Regions from separate parts of the Ovis aries genome. Here region 2 is linked to region 1. A link is a contact called in public Hi-C data. All regions are on one chromosome and are shown on one strand. The core of a region is the stretch at or near the end of the contact, and the rest is flanking DNA. Distances in the headings are between cores, read along the strand shown.

What was found. Hi-C and Micro-C count contacts between places; a contact is called where the count stands out from the background.
Region 2: a contact with region 1 is called in a Hi-C map of hypothalamus, with 3 times the contacts expected there. The contact joins the enhancer-like site here to the promoter of PMEPA1 in region 1. A contact is called at or near these places in 6 of 16 Hi-C or Micro-C datasets (blood, hypothalamus, liver and 2 more).

What each region holds. Positions count from the first base shown.
Region 1 is chr13:58,145,504-58,153,094 of ARS-UI_Ramb_v3.0, forward strand. It overlaps PMEPA1 (prostate transmembrane protein, androgen induced 1), which reads left to right and starts at 3,716. Exons shown (of 4, transcript XM_027977014.2): 1 at 3,716-4,296. The coding sequence starts at 4,203.
Region 2 is chr13:58,192,668-58,200,258 of ARS-UI_Ramb_v3.0, forward strand. It overlaps PMEPA1 (prostate transmembrane protein, androgen induced 1), which reads left to right. Exons shown (of 4, transcript XM_027977014.2): 2 at 6,117-6,271. Among named protein-coding and RNA genes, the nearest start is that of ZBP1, 31 kb to the right of the region's middle. Within about 2 kb of position 4,409, at least 17 of the 54 cell types and tissues checked have an H3K27ac peak or open chromatin away from gene starts, as enhancers often do. A contact at or near this core is called in hypothalamus and liver, where this site is marked.

The DNA of each region.
Region 1 (7,591 bases), core at 2,466-4,965:
CTGGACTTACATGTTTACAAATCTGTTGTCTGTCTCACCTGCAAGCATCTGAGCCTCAGGAGGCCCCTAGGAAGATGCTCCATAAAGATGAGTTGAATGAAACTCCACCTCCTCTGAGTGGGCTACCCTGATTACCAACCCAGCCTCTATCTCATTGTTACCATGTCTGACGTAACTTAGTTTAGCTATGGATTTGCATGCCTGTCTATAGTCACTCTTGCCCACCCCACCCCCACAATGTCACATGAGGGTGGGGAGTTTGCTTTTCTATTTTTTAATTTATGGCCGTGCTGGGTCTTTGTAGCTGTGTGAGCTTTTCTCTAGTTGCAGCGAGTGGGGGCTACTCTTAGTTGCAGTGTGCAGGCTTCTCATTGCGGTGGCTTCTCTTGGTATGGAGCACAGCCTTAAGGGTAAGTAGGCTCAATAGTTTTGGCTCCCAGGCTTTAGAGCACAGGCTCAATGATTGTGGTGCTCGGGCTCAGTTGCTTCATGGCATGTGGGATCTTCCCAGACCAGGGATTGAACCAGAGGCCCTTGCATTGCAAGGTGGAGTCTTTACCCCCAAGCCACCTGGGAAGCCCGGGAGTTTGTTTGGGTAGCTGCCCTCTGTCTACTAGACCCAGCACAGCGCCTGGCACTGAAGACGGGCACAAAGGAAGGAAATTCTTTCTCCAGCTTTCAGTCTCCTTCCCATGGACTCAGGCTGGTCCTACAAAGGTGGGCCACCTCCTGCTTCCAAGATGGCAAGTTCTCCCACCCTGCCCACATCACCTCATTCCCTGCCTGGTCCAACAGTGGGCTCTGCCCTTCCTCATCACTGAATTCCTAGCATCACATAGGGCTGTGCCTGGCACACACAGGGTTGCCAGATTTAGCAAATAAAAACACAAGCCATCCAGTTAAATTTAAATTTCAGATAAGCAACACATAAATGTTTAGTGTAAGTATGTCCCACAAGATACACTTATACAACAAGCTGTTCATGGTTTGTCTGACATTCACATTGACCTGGCAGCCCCACGCACACATGAACTTCCATGAGTGTGGGTAGTCAGGTGCTTGCTTCTTCCAGAGCACCTCTGTCCCTGCCTGCTTCCTACTCAGCGAGGGGCCCTGTCATCATGGGAAGACTTTCCAGTTGTCAATGCCCTCATCTGTAAAAGAGAAAATAATATCATACCAGTTCCTCCCCTCCCAAGATTCTATGAGGATTAACTAGCCTAACTGCTAATATATAGATTGCTTGTGGCTCAGACAGTAAAGAATCTGCCTGCAGTGCAGGAGGCCTGGGTTCAATCCATGGATTGGGAAGATCCCCTGGAGAAGGAAATGGCTACCCACTCTAGTATTCTTGCCTGGAGAATCCTATGGACAGAGGAGCCTGGCGGGCTACAGTCCATGGGGTCGCAAAGAGTCAGACATGACTGAAGTTACTGAGCATGCATGCACGCTAATATATATTCAACCCTCTTCTTACCAACTTCAAAGCCACTGCCTCCTTCACCTCTTTGGATCACCCCAGGCAAAGACACTATTAGCATTCCCATTTTGAAGAGAAGGAAACTGAGGTCAGAGAGACGAAGGTACTCACTGAGGTCACATGACTGTATCCCACTCATCTTTGGAGGTGCAGTTGCCACCACCACACTGACACTCTGCATTAGGCCTCCAGGCAAAACTCACTTTGGAACCAGGATGGAGATCAATAACTCATCCCCGCTGACACCATCAAAACAGTGTGATCACAGTGTAGGTGCTCATTAAATGTTTCCGTGCTGTTGTCCCAGACAGATCAACCAGAGGTTGATATTGTGGATTTGTTTTTTTTCATCCACTGAATTAACTGGTTATTTTTGCCGGCCAGTGGTTTAACCTGGATTTTATAAAATGCTGCCCCATTTCCAAGGCAATCAACCTGTGTGATTCTTGTGGCCGGACAGGCCAGATCAGCTGTAAGACTTCAGGAGGGTAGAGACAGCCGCTCCTGGCCTCAGCCAATTCCTGGCACTCAGGGCTCGCTACAGCTCAGGGAATGTCTGTTGTTTGAATGACTCAAGGAATGGCTGAAAGGAGGGGCAATGCTGGTGACCCCCTGTGGCCTGACACGTGAATGGGGCTCAAGGTCATTCCCAGGCCCTGACAACATTCTCACTACCCCCCACCCCAGCCCTGCCCCCAAGGAATGCTCAAGACTCTCCTGCTTTTCCTCCAAGCTGCTGAAGTTAAACTGCAGCAAGACCTTCCCCCTCCTTCCTTAGACGTGTTGGTGAGACCTGCCTCTTCTTTAAGGGAGGGCCTGAGACTGCCATGAGTCTGTGACATGGGTCCCCTCCATGGTAAGTCCTGAGCAGGCCCCCCCTTCCGGGGCCCTGGGCTTTGAACCCTCTAGAAAAAGCTTTCGGTTTGTGCTAAGAAAGCAAGAGGCATCACTGTGCCCAGTTGCAGAAGAGACCTCACCACTTCCTGGGCTGGCTTTCTCTGAGTTCTGGGAAATACAGCTCTGGTTCCATAACTTTTAAGCCTCCCCCCACCACTGCTGCCCGCCCCCTCCCTGACCCCCTCCCCAATGCAAAACTTTTCTCTGCCTATTAAGAAAATTCCAGGCAGTACATGGATATGTGGAGGATATTTCAAGAACTAAAAATATTTGGGGTAGGGGGGTCTGACCTGGGTTCAGCTTAGAACTCCTCCATTGTGTGACACCCCCACCCCTCCAGTTTCCGTGTCTGTGTCAGATTGCCTTCTCGTTTGGCAAGTTTCTAGCACAAGGTAGTAAGTACTTGTTAAATAAATAGAGACTCAGGGCAGGGTCTAGGAAAGGACACACCGAATTGTTGAGAGGATGGAGATGTGCCAGGCAGGGGGGCCTCTTACATAATATTTTAATATCTTTTTAATTCCAGGAGAATGTGTTCTTGTAGCACTTGTGTAATTAAAACTTGAAATAAAAGTACACCCCCGCACTTCCTCCCCCGTCTTTAGAACTCCGGAGCCGCTTCTTTCCTCTTGCCCACCGCAGGCCAGTGGCCCTTTGGGCAGCAGACGTAGGGTGTGGATTCGCCCCGGGCCTCGCTGGCTGGGACAGTACAAGTCCCCGACACGTATTTACATGACAAGGGTTCCCGGGCGTTTTTCGGAGCAGTCCGGGGCGTGTCTACAGGAGTTCTAGTTTTCCCCAGTCGACCTCCTCTAGGTCGAGATAAATTGCGCGGGCGGCGCAGTGGGCTTGGGGCCTCTTGGAGCTGCAGATCTGGAATCGGGGAGTTGACAGCGAAATCAGGTAACGGACGACCTGAAGGGCTCCCCTCCTTTCCCTAATTTCCCCTGCCCCGAGTCCGAGGGACCTCGTGCTCCTTTGAAGGGGGACAAGCTTCCCCCCAAAGCCTCGGTCAAGGACCCCGAGGCCTGGGTTGGGGGGAACGCACCCACAAAGGCTGGGACCCAATCCCGCTCTCCCGGGCCTGGCCTGCGCGGGGCAGAGCTTCCAAACTGACCGCCGTTTGTGAGGGGACGCTGCACCCTTCTTTCGCCTCGCGGGTCCCGGGTCTACGCGGACCGCCTTGCTCTGGCCCTTTAAGAGCCCGCCCCCTTCCCCGTCACCCCGCCCCGCGGCCCGGGGAGGGGGTGCGGGAGAACCTCGGCGGGGATTGGCGCAGCGCGCGCCCCCTCCCCGGCCCCCGCGCGGTGGGAACCGGCAGCCCCGTCTAGCGCTGACGTCAGACCGTCTGCCTGCCTCCGACCGCGGTCTCGGAGCGAAACCCGATCTCCTTGGACTTGAATGAGGAGGAGGAGGCGGCGGCGGCGGAGGCGCTCGGCTGGGGGAAGCTAGCAGCAGAGGCTCAGCCCCGCTGGCAGCGCGCGCCCCGGCTGCCAGCCCATTTCCCGGACGCCACCCGCGGGCACTGCGGACGCCCCCGGGGCTGCGGAGGGGCAGCCGGGGGGTGCGCAGAGGAGCGCGGCCCCGAGCACTGAGTCCCACGGCGCCCCGGTAACTTGGCAGCGCCCGGAGCCCGGCGAGCCGGGGCGCGCCTTCCCCGCTGCGCGCCTCCTGCATGCGGGGCCCGAGCGCCGGGCGCCGGCCGGAGCCCCCCCCGGCCGCCCCCGAGCCCCCTGCGCCCCGCGCCGCGCCGCCGCGCCGTCCATGCACCGCTTGATGGGGGTCAACAGCACCGCCGCCGCCGCCGCCGCCGCCGGGCAGCCCAATGTCTCCTGCACGTGCAACTGCAAACGCTCTTTGTTCCAGAGCATGGAGATCAGTGAGTGACCCCGCGCCCCCCTCCCCGGAGGCCCCGTCAGGTTCGGACCCCGAATCGAGATGCAGATGCGGGCGGGGGCCCGAGCCGTGCGCGCCCCCTCGGGCTGTGCGCCCTGCGCCCCGGCTGCGCCCGCCGCGCCCCGGGCGCGCCCTCCCGGCTCGCGGCAGCTGGCGGCCGGCCCGGCTTTGTCCCGCGGCGCTGAGAGCCTGGCACGGCCCCCGCTGCCCGCGCCCCGCCCGCTGGGACTCGGACCCGGGGCCAAGCGGCGCAGAGGGCGGCAGGGCACCGCGCGCGGGAGGGCTGGGGCGGGTGGATCCGTGAAGTTTCCATTTTATTTCCCTAAGGGGCAGTCGCAATGGAGCAATTAGGCCGGCTCTTTATCAACTTTGGCTTGGGGGCAGGGGGGGAGTCGGGCGTGTGAGACACTGTCTGGCCTGCGCGGTGTCTGGAGCTCCGGGTGTGTGTCTGGAGTGTGCGTGGCGCTGTGGGTCTCGGTCTATGTGAGTGGGTTTCCGTGCCGTCCGTGGAGTGTGCTGTGACTGTGTGTCTCTGTTTGGGTCTCGGCTTCCCTCTGTGTGGCTGGCTGCCCCAGGAGTGTGTGACAGAGTCTTCTTGGTTTCTGAGTCCCTGTGTCCGGGTCTGGGTGCCTCTTTTGAGTGTGTGTGTCTCTCTGAGGGTCTGGGGACCATTTGTGTCCAGGTTTCCGAGTCCAGGGCTCAGCGCTGGCGAGACGTGGATCCTGAGTGTGTGTCATTGTGTGAGTGTCTGTGTCCCCGACGCACCTATAAATAGCCTCTGTCTGGACAGCTTGGCTCAGTCTGGCTGGGACGGTGGTTACAAATGAGTCAAAGTTTGGGGCTGTCTGTATTTGGGACTGCCTTGCTCCGAAAGGAGGAGGTAGACTTAGGGTGGGGAGGGGAGTGTTTGAAGCTTGGTGCTGACTGGCCCTGCACTCGGAGGAGTTGAGAGGGGAATAAGCCTGGAGTCCCAACATCTGTAGCCCACCCAGGTGGGCTTTGGTCTAGGTGGTGAATTGACTGCCACCCCCCAGGGGACTGCCTTCTAGCCTATATTCCCTTCCCCCGCCCATCCTTTTGGGGACCTCTTGCCTCTCTGAGCTTCCCAGTCTTTGCCCCCAGTCACTCCAGGCGGGGGTGGCACACAGCCCTTCTCCGCAAGGGCCAGCCTTCCAGCTGGGACCAGGAGTCCAGAGGCAGCCGCCACCAAGGCGAGGGCAGTCACTGGGTGACTCATAAGCCAGTTTCCGCAGGCGGCTGCCACAGTTTTCGGCCCCTGAGCCTGTACAGTGAAGCGCAAGAGGTAAAAATAACCCGTGACCGGCCAGGCTGGGGCAGGCTGGCTGGCTTTGGTGGTGGGTCCTTCCATCTGCTGGTCCCCCCCGCCTTCCCCGCCCTCCAGTCCTGGAATTGAAAGCCTTGCTCCCCCCAACTCCACCCCACCCCTCCCAGCTGCCCCACGCCAGGCCAGCGAGATGCCAGGAGAACCTGCCCAGAGCCAGCGTTTGCGGAATTGAGTTGCACTAAACCAGATTGCTTCCAAAGGCCCTTTGTGAACTCGGGAGGCTAATGAAATGCACGAGGATATTATTAAAATATGTTCGCACACGTTTGGAGAGCCTCGTTCCTCTGTGGTGCCTTATTTCTCCCCCTCCTGTAAAGCTGCCTTAGGAAGCTCCCCCTGCCCCACCAGGGGTTGGCAGTGGCAGCCAGAACTTATCCATTATGAGGGCTGGGCACAGTCAGACATTCCACTCTTCTTCCTTTGTGTTCAGGACTTTTTAAAAAATTCATTTTTATTTCTGTGCCTTCTTGGGCTAACTAGCCCTAACGTTATCTTGGCTGACACGGAGGGGCCGTTAAGTCTGTTGCCTGTTGTGACTGCTGTGCATCGGCATCCGAAAGGGACCCTTGAGGTTAGCGCGCCTGGAACCCGGGCCTGCTCCAGCTGGCCCCGAGGTGGCCCATTAGTCACCATGTTCCGTGTATTTTTTACACATGGCCCCTGCTTCCTGGAAGAAAGCCCAGGGCAGGGAGGGAAGCGTCTGTAAAGCGCAGGTATAATATAACTGTTTGTTGCAAGTGCTAATCAGGTTTCCCGGAAATGGTCTGATGAGGCAGCCTTTAAGGCCTGGAGTTTCTTTATACAAAAAGAAAGAAGGATGAAAGGAAGGAAAGAAATGGACAGTAGCCACTGTGCATTTCCTGTGGTCTGAGTTGGGGGTTCCAGTAGGTCAGAGTTGGATTTTGAGGTGGGCTGAAGGGCAATGTCCAGGTGGCTCCTCTTCTAGAGAAGAAGAGATGGCCCTTGGCAGTCCCTTAAGTCCTCTGGGCCTCAGCTCTCTCATCTGAAAAAGGAGACTGTGATAGTTGAAAAAACAAACTCTACCATCTTTCAAGATGAGACCTCTCCCCTCCAAAGTCTGGCTTGAATAGTGCTGGGCCCTGGTATGGACTTCAGTGACACCAGATTTCACAACTGGGGTTCATACCCTCGATTTAGAGATGCAGGGAAGTGACAATGAAAAGCTTTACCCAGGCCCCCAGTCAATGCTTAGACGTAGGTACTCGTGGAATGCACACACCATCTTGATTATGGAACGGGGTCCCCAGAGTAGGGGTCCACCTTCACCTTGCGGGCTGGAGATCAGCAGCATCTCCTTTGCCCCTGGGAGACTGGGAACTGGGTGGGCTCTGAGGATCATCTTGACTTTGACAAGACACTGCCCAGACTGTCCAGGGGCTCCCATCTTTTCTGAGCCTCGAGGGTTGAGGGCTGCTGTCTGATGGGAATTCACTGTTCCCAGAACACACCCCTTGAAAAAATATACCCGTTTTGTAAATGAGCCAGGGGTCTTAGAATCAGACACAGCCAGCTCAAGTGACAGCCCACTGGAGATGATCGCTAAGGAGTCGGATGCGCTGACTTTTGAGGAAAGGATTCCTCCTGGCATATGTTTGCATTTTTCTTGGCATTCTTTGACCTCTTTTTAGTTCTTCTGCGCCTGTTAGAAATCACCCCCTTTCTCCTCCAACTTCTGCTTGAGACTTTTGGGGGCAGCCAGGTGCCCACTCTGCTTTCTGGACAGGCTGACTTGTGGGGCCAGACAATAACCAGCTGTTGGTTCTGGTGGCAGTATTTCGGGAGGATCCGGGGAGGTACCCCTGCCCTAACCCTGCCCTGCACCTCTGCAGCAGTGTCTAATGTGGGAGCTTTTTTTTAAAAAAAAAACACTGCTGTCATGAGCCTCTGATTCCTCTTCTCTGACCTCTCCTCCGATCCCGAAAAATCTTCGTGGGCACTAGAGACTCAGAAGC
Region 2 (7,591 bases), core at 3,159-5,658, 48 kb after region 1:
CACGCCGGCTGCCCCTCCGCCCGGAGCAGACACAGGGCAGGGGGCGGTAGGGGGGGGGTCGTCTGGTCTGGAAACCTCCTGTGGGCTGGCAGGAGCTGGGTGGACTCTGGCCCAGCTCTCCAGCCAAGGAAAGAGAAAAGATCTCCAGTATCCGGCTGCTTCTCCGATGATTAACTGAAAACCCAGTGATGGTTGTGCCCACACGTTGCATGGCAAATTTTGCACCAGCCCTCTCCCCATTTACAGCCAGGAAGCAGCCGGACAGGGGTTTGAACTGAGGCTCCTGCGTTTGGTTTAGGTCTGGCTCTTTCACTCAGAACAGGGGGCCATAAACTTGGTTGCAAAAGAATTGCATCTTCACCTTAACCACCCCTAACAGGAACATGGGTACCAAACCACAGGGCATCAGCAGCTACTTGGCAATCCGGTCGCCAGTAGAAACCACAGACTTCCGATCCATGGAAACCTGCTGGGTCGCATTTAATGTGATAGTATCCCAGGTCGCTTGTGTGATCCTGTATGTTCTTCCTATATCGAAAGTCTGATTGAGAGTTTGATAACTATATTTTGGTAGATTTGGGTTCCTTTTAAAGCCTCACATGAATTTTTATTCAGTTTAATTTTATTTTAAAATAAGCATTCTGAGACCTCATCCTGGCTCCCCCAGCTGCAGGGAAGGAAGCCATGGGGTCAGGACTGCTCTCTGACTCCTGGCCTGACGGGACCGACACTGCCCCTCGGTTTGTGGGAACTAAGTGGGGAGGGATGTCCTGTCCTGGGCAGGTGCTTGGCACTCAGATAGAGACAGAGGAGAAGGCAGCTGTGTCTTTATGCAGTTTCGTGGGAGGTGCCCAGGGCTCCCCCAAATGCATGGCACAAGGCCTTTCTAACAACCATCCTGTGACTTTCCTCTGTGCTGGTGGGGAGGTGGGAACCACTGGTCAAGATACTGGCTTCATGGACCACATGGCAAGTGATGCTCTAGGCAGTCTTGATCTACCCTGGCAAACAGTCCCATTCCACGCGAGTGCCTGACTTGAACCAACACCGTTCCTGACATTCTGGGACCATGGTACCCAGGACCATTGGGTGTGGGGCTGTCGGCCTAACCCATCCCTGAAAGCACAGGCTTGGGGGTTTGGGGTCTTGAACTGGCCAGTCATCTCCCTTCTTGCAGCCTCAGTTTCCTCATCTGTAAAGTTGGCGGCGGGGGTCATATTAGTGTTTATTTCACAGAATGCAGCTGAGGATTCAATAAGATGATACCCAAAGAGATTCGGGCCACACCTGGCCCTGAGGGGGCTCCCAGACACTACCCCTCATTAGTGTGAGGCGAGCTGGGAAAGGACCAGAGACGCCCGTATGCACACCTCAAAGTGACTGCATCCGTCCCTAGAGGAGGAGACACAAAAGCAGAGTCAGGCTGCTCCAGTGAGGTGGACGGAGCTATTAATTTGAAGTTATTCCATGAGGAAAGAAGACGCTCAATTAAATAAGAGTGACCTTACTTTGCATGTGGAAGATGGGCTTGGCCACCCCCCGAGAACCTGCTGCATCCGTCACCCACCCCAAGGGGAAAATTACCAAGAAAAATGACAGGACCGCTGCCCCATGGTAAGCGGACCTGACACCCAGATCAGAATGAGGGAAGTGTGATGTTTCCTCCCCAAAGACTCCTGTTCTCTGCGCAGGTCCTCTAAGCAGGGACTGGTGCCCGTAAGTCCAGCCACCACCCTGGGTGACCTTTTCTGACTGACCCTGGGACAGAGGCCCATGAAAGCATGCTCAGTGTTTCCAGGGCATCAGCCTGGATGAAGGGTGCCTGCTGTCCCAAAGGCATGGGGTTGTGATGGTGGTGACTGCGAACCACCCACTGTCTCCCGCCCTGTTCTGAGCCCTTGACATGTACTTCTTCATCTTTCTTGGAGCTCTCAGGGGTGCATATGCCCAGGGTCACACGGCCAGCAGCTGGCAGATGGAGGGCTAGGCATATTCTGAGGTGTTCCCGTGTAGGCGGGGGAACTGACAGATACTTCAGGAAAGCTGGGAGCATTTAGCAGGAGATAAAGGCCCTTTCCCCTCTCATTCCTTCAAGGAGGCTCTGGATTTGGGACTGGCCCTGCCCTTTGATCTGGAGGAACTGTCTGTGCCTTGGTTGGCTCGTCTACACAATAGAATGGTGATGGCTCTCGTAGACCTGGGGGAGGCGGGCTCAGCGCAGGGCGGTGCACATGTTGTACATGTTAGCATCCTGACTGTAGTCCCAGTGAGTGGTTGCTATGACAACAGGGAGTTTGGGCTGGGGACCAGCCCGCCACCCCCTCCTGCTCTGATTCCCCTTTGTTTGTGACCAGGCTTTGCTGTGAGCCCTGTGGTCACAGGAGAGTTGAACTGAGTGGAGGGCAGCAGTTGGACCTATCCCTTCCGCCAGTGTGCTAGGCACCTGGTCCCACGTCCAGGTAAAGGGAAGCCCGTGAGACTGAGGACGCTGAGGCAGGATCGGTGTGGCTCTGCATCTTGGGGGCTCCTCTCTTGGCTGGAAGTCTAGAAGCCACCCATCCTGCAGACTTTGGCCTCTCGTTGCTTTTAAAACTCTTTGAATATGCTGCCGGCGTTAAAGGCCAGGCAGCTTCACCAGCTGTTCCTAGGTTCTAGAGAGATGGGGAGTTGGGGCTGCACTGACCCAGCCTGCTTGGGGGCTGTCTGGCCTGCTGGGGTTTCAGCTAGCAGTGACTGTCTGGAGCACCCTGTTGACCTGATGAGGAGGAGCTCTTGCTCGATTAGTGATGCCTGCAGTGGGAGCAGGAGTGAGGAGCTGAGTATGAAGATCCAGAGAGGCCAGGCAGATGAGGTCAAGCAGAACTAGGGCCCCGGTGGAGCTTGGGGCAAGTGGACAGCACAGCCTGTGTTAAGAGGGTGTCCACCCACAGCTCTGTTTGTTGCTTGGGTGGGGACAGGACTGTGGATGCTAATGCCCTCAGGCCCCCCATTTGCCCCGTATTCCAGCAGATGCTTTCTGATGCATGTCCCAAAGAGGTGAGTTCATGTCCCCTGAAGGCAGAGTCTCCAGGAAGGAGCACCCTGAGTGTGAAAGTTCACTGTGCTATCCAGGGGACCAGAGCCCCCTCACCCCATGGCCAAGGTCAAGACACCCAGCCTAGGCTTATTTTTGCCTTACGGGTTGGGATGAATCACCTGTTGGTTGGGGGGCCTCTCCTGACCCCCTCAGTCCCCCTGTTTCCGTGTCTCCATGTCTTTCCACATGCTCAGTCGCTCAGTTGTGTCCGACTCTGCGTGACCCCATTGACTGTAGCCTGCCAGGCTCCTCTGTCCATGGGATTCTCCAGGCAAGAATACTGGAGTGTGTTGCCATGCCTTCCTCCAGGGGATCTTCCTGCAACCCATCACTTACATCTCCTGCATGGGCAGGTGGAGTCTTTACCACTAACACCACCTAGGAAGACCTCGTGTCTGTGCACAGCCTGGAATATACAGCTGGGTCCTGCTTGACCCTCTCTCTTCAGACATATGGGTTTGGACTGTCCTTGTTTGCTTTGGCTGGTATGCTGGGGAGCCTCATTGAGGGAGTGTTCCCTAAGTGCTGGCCATGTGGGCCCCCACACAGCCTCTCCCTTCCACTTGGGGAAACTGGGATGGACTCAGAGTGAGTGAGGGTCACAGAGCCAGCCTGGGCGTCCCCATGGAGTTCTGTGCCAGCCCCGGAGCTGCCTCAGGGACTCTGCAACCCTTAGGCGTCTCCTTTCCCTTCTGGCCACGACCCCAGGCCTCTGGCTTCCAAAATAGAGCCTGGAAGCACTTCGTGGTCCCCTGAGAATTTCGCCCCGTCGTCCCCCACGTGGATTTGTGTGGGGTTGTGGCCCAGGAACCAGTGCGGTCATGTTAGTGCCTTCAGCACCCTGGGCTCTTTTCTGGGGGTGATTCTCTCACTCTGACACTGCACCCCAGAAATCAGGTCCTCCCGCCCTTTGGGGGTCGGGAGAGCTGTGGGCTTTGTTCACGCCCACTCGGCCCGTGGGGCCTCATCTGTTGACCCAATAGGACACCTCCAGCCCTGTTGCCTCCCCACTGGATGTTACCTAGAGGAGGGCAGCGGCCTGGCCAGGAGCCTGCAGGCCGCGAGGCCTGGGACGGAGACAGAGACACAGACACCTCCCTTGCTTCAGGCCAGGCGTGGGCAGGGCCCCTGGAGACGGGCGGAGGAGGGCAAGGGTGCCTACCCCCAAGTCCAGGCCGGGGTGAAGAGTGCACGGTGTTGGGGGAGGGGTTGCAGGCCCCTCTGAGGAGGGGGCGTGGGTGTTGCACAAAGCCAGCCTGTGTGTCCCCTGAATGGGCAGCTTTATCCCAGGCCCTAGCGCACAGGCCCCAGACCAGCCTGTCTGGGGAGGCAGGAGGCGTGGCCACAGCCACTGGGTTCCAGGCCAACATCCTGGCCTTTGCCAGCTCAGGCCCCGCACCCTCCTGGCGGGAAAGGGAACGAGTCCCTCTGAGGGTTTGAGGCTTGTCCGATTTCCCGCCAGGCGGGGCCCAGCCTTCTCAGGCATCAGGAAGGACTCACTGAAATCCCTGGCTACTTCATCGTCCCTCCTGTCCCTCCCAGGGCAAGATAAGGATGTGAATCCCATCCCCACCCCCCAGGGCTGGAGCCAGGACCCAGGCTCCAGATGGAATTCTGGGTGCAGCAGTGGACATCCAATGAGGGAGTCAGCAGCGGGCAGTCTGTCACATGACCTGAACCTGGGTCCCCTCACCTGTGAGGCAGGATGATGAGAAAGCACCCATATATAGGCTCAGCCCTGCACAGAGACGCTCAGCCCTGGCACATTCTTTGTCCCTGTGGTCTTATGGACTGTAGGCTGTTAAGCAATACCTTGGCTCTCACCCTGTAGATTCTGGGAGTGCCTTCGGTTGTGTCACTAGTGACACCAGTCTGAGCCACTAGTGTCCTCAGACATTGCCACGTGTCCCCCGGGGGCAGACCCACTCAACTAACAGCATCACGCAGACTTTGGCACGTCTGGGCAAAAACGCTTAACATGGTGGGAGAAGGTGGGTGTCCCGCAGAGCCTGGGTAGGAAGAAGGGGTGGCCAGGGCTCCAAAGAGGGCTGTGGGCGGGCAGCGTGCAGAGGGGTCCTGCCGAACCAGCAGGAACGTCCACCCGGGACAAGTCGATCTCCGCTGGAAGCAGAGGCTGGTGGCAGGAAGGGCTGCCCTCACAGGCTCTGGCCAGGCCCCGGGTGAGTGGCACATGGCACACGGTGACACAGTGCACCTCACTGCCTGCTTTCGAGGCCCCACCTTCGCCCGCCCCCACTCCTCCAGCTTCTGTATGTCTGTCTGAGAAGAGGAAGCGCTGAGTCAGTGGCCCTGAGCTTGAACCTGTACCCCTGGGGAGACCTCGGCAAATTGCTTGTCAGTGCCAGGGGGCGGGGTGGGGGGAGGGTCTTCCTGCCTGCCCTCTGGAATCTGGGGAGACACATTTCCTGGCTTGTCCGTGGGCAGCCTTGGACCAGAGGAGGCTGGCTGTGCCCGCCCCCCCCCCCCCCCCGCCTCTCCGCAGCCAGGTCACTGCCCCGGCCCCCAGCCTCTCACCTGCCACTGCTGGGGGCTCTGCTGGCATTGCGCATGGCCACCTGCCGATCGGCCCAACACAGACCCGCTCGAGTCAGCAGAAACTGCCCCGACTCTGGCAGGATCAAAATAACCTCTTTCCTTTTCCAGCACTTGAGGGTTTTTCCGCCTTCTGGGGGAAAAAAACAAAACAACCCGAAAAAAAGAAATGAGAGTTGCAGTGTTTGCAGCCTCCCGGAATGTGGTTTTTCTGAGGCCTCTTCCTGGAGGTGGGGTTGGCCCTCACACCCTCCCGTCCTGTCGAGGGTGGTGTCTCTGTGCGTCTTGTGTGTGTGATAAATATGTCTGTGCGTGGGTGTGTTATCTGTGTTTGTGTTTGTGTATGGGTATGGCAGAGTGCTGGGGGTGTACAGGGATGTTGGGGTGTGTTTCTGTGCTGGGGTGTATGGGTGCTCAGAAAAGCTGGCACCGAGCCCCTGCCTGCTCTGGGAACCCCAGTGTCTCACGTGTCCCCTTGGTCTTGCAGCGGAGCTGGAGTTCGTTGAGATCACCATCATCGTGGTGGTGGTCATGGTGATGGTGGTGGTGATCACGTGTCTGCTGAGCCACTACAAGCTGTCCGCTCGCTCCTTCATCAGCCGGCACAGCCAGAGCAGGAGGAGGGAAGACGCCTTGTCCTCGGTGAGTGCCTGAGCTTCCAAGGGCCTGGACACCCCCATCAAGTGCGTGTGGTGTTGGGGTTGAGTGCTCACAATTGGGGCAGACGGAGCAGCTCCCAGCAGGAAGGGACCTCGCCCTCCCCCAGATCTCAGCACCCACATCCCCCCTCATTCGCCTGCGCCATTGGGCTGCCCCTGCCCACCAGTGGGTGTTCCTCAGCAGATGGACCGGGAGGCGGTGCAGAGTCCATTGCTAAACAGTTTCCACCTCCACACCTATGAGGTGGAGTGTAACAACCTGGACAGAAGTGGCTGTGTGACCGGCAGGCTGCGGATCACAGAGAGGGCAGCCCCAGGGCTCTGCAGGGAGCACGTCCCTGAGCCTGTGTTGGCCGGGCATCGGGGGGGCAGTGACAGAAGCAGGCCGGGGCAGCCACCGTGGCCTCTCAGCTTTGAGGGACGTCTCACTGGGCCACATCAGGCTGGCGGGTTCGGGCATCTCCGCTTGTGTACATCGCCAGCCTGCCAAGGCAAGGAGCATGTCCGCTCAGGTCCCTCAACTGTGAACACGGGACGCCCCAACCCTGAGGCCCGGTGTGCCCGGAGGGCGCTGCGCCACTGCTGAGAAGCATCTGAGGCTCACCCGTGTGTTCATGTGCTGTTGCCCAAGGGGCGGAGCCAGCAGCTGCACTGCCACCTCTGCACTCGGTGATCTGCCCATCTTAGGAGAAACAGGGCTCAGAGAGGCGGGAACATTTGCCTGAGGCTATACAGCTTCTGTGGAGAAGGAAGTGGCAACGCACTCCAGTGTTCTTGCCTGGAGAATCCCAGAGACGGGGCAGCCTGGTGGGCTGCCCTCTATGAGGTCGCACAGAGTCAGACACGACTGAAGCGACTTAGCAGCAGCAGCCCCAGCACACAGCTTCTAAGCGACAGCTTGAGGCCTATTTTACCCCTCTCAGATCCTGGTGCAAAAGAGAGTACTTTGGACAAACGGGAAGACTGCAGCCCGGTAGCTATGCCCCAGGGCAGGACATCTCACCCCTTCTGAGCCTCAGTGTGCACATCTGTAAAATGGGAGGGGCTCACCTCTCTCCTGCCCACCCCCCCCACAGGGTCACAGGAAGGGTGATGTTAGTGGTGAGAGCTGGGAAGATGGCAGAGGTTTCCATGTGAGGGATCCTGGTCACCATGGAAAGGGGACAGCCATGTGGGCAGCACTGGGTCTTCGTGCCCAGATGGAGGCCAGGATCCAGGTTCTGGTTCCTGAACATCTGAGGCTAAAAGAAAGTACCCCTCGACATCTACCAGCCACCTGCATGGGCCCCTGGGGATGCCCGGC